2 separate regions of the Gossypium arboreum genome follow, and region 1 is linked to region 2. A link is a contact called in public Hi-C data. All regions are on one chromosome and are shown on one strand. The core of a region is the stretch at or near the end of the contact, and the rest is flanking DNA. Distances in the headings are between cores, read along the strand shown. Region 1 holds the start of LOC108470461 (AT-hook motif nuclear-localized protein 14). Region 2 holds the start of LOC108473692.

The links. A called contact is a pair of places that touch in the nucleus more often than the background predicts.
Region 1: a contact with region 2 is called in a Hi-C map of leaf, with 5 times the contacts expected there. The contact joins the promoter of LOC108470461 here to the promoter of LOC108473692 in region 2. A contact is called at or near these places in 2 of 5 Hi-C or Micro-C datasets (both in leaf).

Annotation. Positions count from the first base shown.
Region 1 is chr11:116,646,635-116,649,484 of ASM2569848v2, forward strand. LOC108470461 (AT-hook motif nuclear-localized protein 14) reads left to right here and starts at 1,363. Exons shown (of 6, transcript XM_017771778.2): 1 at 1,363-1,832. The coding sequence starts at 1,478.
Region 2 is chr11:116,396,855-116,399,650 of ASM2569848v2, forward strand. LOC108473692 reads left to right here and starts at 1,320. Exons shown (of 10, transcript XM_053021147.1): 1 at 1,320-1,692; 2 at 2,508-2,549; 3 at 2,647-2,791. The coding sequence starts at 1,541. LOC108473691 (myosin-9) reads left to right here. Exons shown (of 38, transcript XM_017775398.2): 38 at 87-477. The coding sequence ends at 210. LOC128283753 (a long non-coding RNA gene) reads right to left here and starts at 189. Exons shown (of 2, transcript XR_008274163.1): 1 at 28-189.

The DNA of each region.
Region 1 (2,850 bases), core at 113-2,612, 250 kb after region 2:
ACAAGATGAATTATGTATCATCTCCAATTTATAACCAACCACTAAAATTGGATATGAGACTTAAATTAAAATGTTAGAAATAATTGGACAAGATTACACAAGCACATGGTATTTGAAAAATACTTCTAACTAGAAGTGTTTTACTGGAAAAACTGATAAAGTATTTAAATTGTGTGTTTTCCTTTACGAAATTATTGAAAATTTTGTGATAAATAAAAAATACCTTATAATTAAAAGTACTGCACTAAAAAAATCATAATAATAGCTTTTCTATTTTAATTATACAAAATAAAAGCTACCTACAATCTAATAGCCTAAAGTTTGTTACTATTTAAATCCAACAACCACGATTTAAGAAGAAAATGAAATGATTGACGAAAAGTTTGTGTTTGGCAAAAACATGCACTACACAAATTGTCTTGTCAACCAAATCACACTAATTACCTAAATAAAAATTGGGGTATGATATATAAGCATTTTTTTTCAACTGTGATATTAGTCAAAAAATATTCTAACATTTTATTGTATATTTTATGATGTTGATTGTATTTTTATGATGTTGAGTTAACTTTTAATTGGGTTTTAACTTGATTAAAAGAATTATAAAATACCCTTTGATGTATAAATATATTATGTTATTGCGAGGTACTTTTATCTTTTTATTTTTAAATAAAATTAATAAAAATTTACTTATGATTTGATTTAGACTCATACCACCAACACTTTTAAAATAATTTCTTTACAAATTTAACCAAAGTTTTATTTTAATTCTTTTTATACATTTCAATGTTATTGTAGAAATTGTTTCACCCACATTGTTAGTATATATTACATATATGTGTGATAGAATTTTCAGATTAATAATGTCATTGATTAAGTTGGTGTTACTTAATTAATTCGATATCAACTTATGAAAATAACAACGCTATAATAAACAATTATAGTGTATTTAATTATTTATTTTGATGTATTTACCCATTTAAAATTTTTTATTCATAATTTAAACTATTTTTAATTTTAATTTCGTACATATATTATTGTTATTAGTTTTAAATTGATGTTTTATTATTTATTTTTGTTATTTTAAAGGTAGATGTGTATTTTAAATTCGATATTACCACAGTATAGTATTGAAATTTTATGTTATATAATTTTAGAATATTTATATATTTAAATATATTATTGTCGTATATAATATTATTGGATCTTAGGGGAAAGCCTCTAAAACCCTAAAAACAAAATAAACTAATCCGTTTATCAAGACATCTTTTGAACAGTCAAATATCAAAAGTCAATCATCTTACCTTCGTAACTTTCATCCAACGGCTCAGCTTACACGACCCCAGATTAAAATAAATAAAAAAACCTAAAACAAAAAAACAAAAACAAATTATAAACTAAAAATAATAAAAAATAAAAAAATCTGCAGAGATTTTCCTCTTTCTCTCTCTAAAACCTCAAAAATATTGAAAAACCAATGGAACGCAATGAAGCCCAACAACACTACTTCACCACCAACACCTCCACCACTGTCAACACCACTCCGTCACCGACTAATGGCCTTCTGCCGCCAAACGAGAGTGGAGGTTCCCACCACATGGTATACCCTCACTCCGTGCCTTCGGCGGTGATGTCACCCCTGGAGCCTGCGAGGCGGAAGAGAGGGAGGCCTAGGAAGTATGGCACCCCGGAACAGGCGATGGCCGCTAAGAAAACGGCGTCATCGACCTCTAAGGAAAGGAGAGAACATCAGCAGCTGCAGCAGTTGGCTCTTGGTGGCGCCGGTGCTTCGCTTTCCGGGTCTTCTAGGAAATCTCAGTTGGTTGCTTTAGGTAAAAGGTTTATTACTTTTGGTGTATCCTTTTTGGTGAATTTGATGGTTTTGGGTTTGGGAGTTGCAAAATTATTGAAAGTTGAGAGGCTTTTGGTGCATGCGATGGGACACCATTAGCTTTATATACTCTCTAGGTGTTTTTGGAAAAAAAATCAAAATTTCTTCTTCCGGTGCTTTTTTGGTGAAATTCGAGAACCTTTTGTTGCAAATTTGCTGGAATTGGGATTACTTTTTGGTGCATTACGTGAGAAGCGAATGCTTGTTTGCTGTGGTTGGGTTTTTTCTTGTTAACGAAAATTACTTTCTTTGTGGTTCCTATTCGTGCATTTGATGGTTTTGGGAGTGCTTGTGTTGCAAATTTTTTGAATTTGCGTGTGTTTTGGGTGCATTGTTTACGAATCGTTGCCTTTGTTTGCTCTAGGTGTGTGTGCTTTTTGAAAAATATTTTCTACTTTCGTCTATCGTTTTGCCAGTTTAATCATTTCTGGGGAGCTTATTGCAAATTTTTTGAAATTTATTAAGAATTTTTTTGATGTTTTAAATTATGATCCTTTGCCCTCTGTTTGGTTGTTTGGGGTGAACCCCGCTTCCCCATCTACAAATTTATTTTTAGTTGTTTAATTGACAACTTCTAATTTTAAAGAACTTTTAGCTTACGGTTACCTATAGGTTTCTCTATTTGTGTATGGTCATTGTCTTTATAATTTCCTTTGGCTTATTTATTTTGTTCCGTATCTGTTTTTGGTTGTAATATTTTTGAAATTTCTGATAATTTTTGCTGCATTTTTGGGCAGATTTGCATTTCTTTTAAAACCTTTATTTGTGTGGGGAAAAAGAAAAAAAGAAAAAAAATTCAATCCATTTGGAGGACATTTTTTCATTATGTGCAAACCTGATTTTAGATTTCCACATTACTTGGTGGCAGTTCATTCTTCTGTATTCCTTTTTTTCTGTTCCTTTGCGAGGAGCCTTTTTTGTTTAACTTATAACTGCAAAACTGACTTGCATGGTTGCTT
Region 2 (2,796 bases), core at 70-2,569:
GCTCTTAAAGCTAATTGAAAACATTACCTGGAAACCAGCTGAGCTCGTTTTTTAACTGACTTCGCACAACTTTTATCGTTTTGCAGCATTCCATTTTCAGTTGACGACCTATCAAAGTCGATGGAACAAATAGACATTGCGGACATTGAACCACCGCCACTTATTCGCGAGAACATAGGCTTTAGTTTCTTGTTGCCACGTTCAGATTAATCAAATCTGATTCCAGCAATGGATTGCTTCTTCCAAGGTGTAGATTCACCTTCCAACCTCATCAACGGTGAATGTCCTTAAGGTGTTCATTCATCTTGCTTTAAGACTAGAAATATTTGTCCAAAATTTTGTTTTCACATTATAGGTCATTGATTCAAGGAGGAATATGTCTTTCTTCCCTACTTAGCACAGTTGTCTAAATTTTCACTTATGTTGTACAATTAGTTCATCCTTTTTATCTATGGGAAAAATAATTAAAGCAGAGAACTATTTTCACATTTTGCAGTATTTCTAGTCCAATCTTCTAGGCCAATTATTTCACTATGTAACATTTCCTCAGTTTACTCTTTTCCATGAACACACTATTACTACCAATAAATGCAGGACTTTGAATAATTAGTACCATATACTATGACAGTCCAAGAACTCATGACATGAGGTGTAGTCATCAAATGAAAGGAAAAAGGCACCAATCTAAGAACTAATCACCAAGAAATAATAATTTTTTTTGACATATCAAGAAAATTGAAGTTTTCCTCCCATACTTGTACACTTGGAAAGATACTTAAAAAGAACAATTCCCTCAAAACTTGCTTTTTCCTTCATTGTTCACCAAGAAAACAATAATTTTGGCCATCCATGACCCAAATACTAACATTCAATCACATAGTCATGATGTACATATATATATATATCAATGCCACTAAAACAACAAAATGAAGATAGTTTCCTGATTCGCAAGTAGAATATGAATGGGGTTGTCTTAAAAACACTAGACAGAACATCCAATGCTTAAACTGACACAAACCCAGATGTCAAAATGAGATGATCGACCCAAAAAATGCAAGTTTAACAAGACGAAATGCCCTTCAAAGAAAAAATGAAAATCTTGTGTTGCTTATCTTGTTTGGCCATAGAGAAAGAGAGTATCCTTAAAAGGCTTGATAAAAGGAGGAACCAACTGGGAGAGCTTCCTCAAAATAATCGGAAAAGTAAATGAGGAAGAATTTTTTAAGTCAAAAGTCAAAACTATACTAGTAAAAGTGTTAATGTGAAGTCGGATTCGGGTTGGACCCGGAAATAAGATAAACGGGTTCTGAGTTAACCAAAAAAAGGTTCATGGGAATGGGATATTGGGCTGTCTAAATTTCAAAAAAGAAATTAATAATAATAATAATTAAAACTTAACTCAACCTGGTAACGGCGTCGTTCGGCTTTTCTTCTCTAGTGCCGCTAGTTCAAGCTTTGCTGCAGATTTCTAAAATTAGATTTATCATTCGTTTTCTTTGATCTGTTATTGCATTGGAAACGATATCGGCTGGAATTCAAGATGGAAACTTTCATAAATCCCAAATCACTTTTTCATTTACTTTTATTACCATGTTTGCTTCTCTACAGTTCGATTGCATACAATTCTTCTCCTGTCGAAGCCGCCATGCATACTAACAATTGGGCTGTCTTAGTTTGCACCTCTCGTTTCTGGTAATAAAAACAACCTGAATTTGTGCACTTTTTCTATATTTCCCCCTTTTTTTTTCTTTTCATTGAGTTTTAGGATCAAATGAATCATACTCGTGTAATATTGGGGATAATTAAGATAACCCATCTTTTTCTCCCTTAATTTTTTGTTTGATTTGATTTCTAGCTACATTTGTTTGGCACCAATCTGAAGTTGAGAGGATATAGGAGAGACTTTTAGATGCTATTTTGATGTGTAATTCATTTGATTGTTTGAACTCTGTGGCTTTGTTTGATTATGTCATTGTAAGTTTGATATAATGAAACTCTGCCTCTTTGTACTCTGAGAAACTTTTTTGTGTTTTGATATTTGCTTATTTTCTTTGTGCAAGTCCTTTTGACCCCTCAAACTAGTGGTAATTACTAATGATGAATAAACTATCAGCTTTCCGTTTTTCTTTATTAGAAGCTATTCTTTTTGTTAGTGCTGGTGAGGTGTTCCTCAGTCGATGATTTCAAAGCAAATGCTTTTTTTTACTTCTGGTTTATCAATGCAAAAGCAAATTCAAATGTGGTAATGGCTGTGGTCAAGGTTCTGCTCCTCAATAAAATTCTCTTTTCTCACCTTTCTATCTTCTGGAGCAATGAAATATTTAGATGTTTGTATGGGACAGCTATCTCGTTAGTTTCTGTCACTTAACAAGGAAGACAAATTCGAACAAGGTTGCACTACACTATTTTTAACTTCCTTCCCCTTACTGTTTTTGATCAGCTAAAACAGAGCACAATGTAGAGTCCTGAAATTGTTAATTGAAATAATTGTGAATTTTCCCTTTCAGGTTTAACTATCGTCATATGGCGAACACTTTATCCTTGTATAGGTAACCAGGCACCAACCTAGTCTTTTCTTTTCTTTTTTTTTTTCTGTTATAATTTGTTTATTTTGGTTAATTTTTTTTCCTTTGTTTGGATTTCCAGGACAGTTAAGCGACTAGGAATACCTGATGAGAGGATAATACTCATGCTTGCAGATGACATGGCCTGCAACACTAGAAACAAGTACCCTGCTCAAGTTTTCAACAATGAGAACCATAGACTCAACCTTTATGGAGATAATGTTGAGGTTAG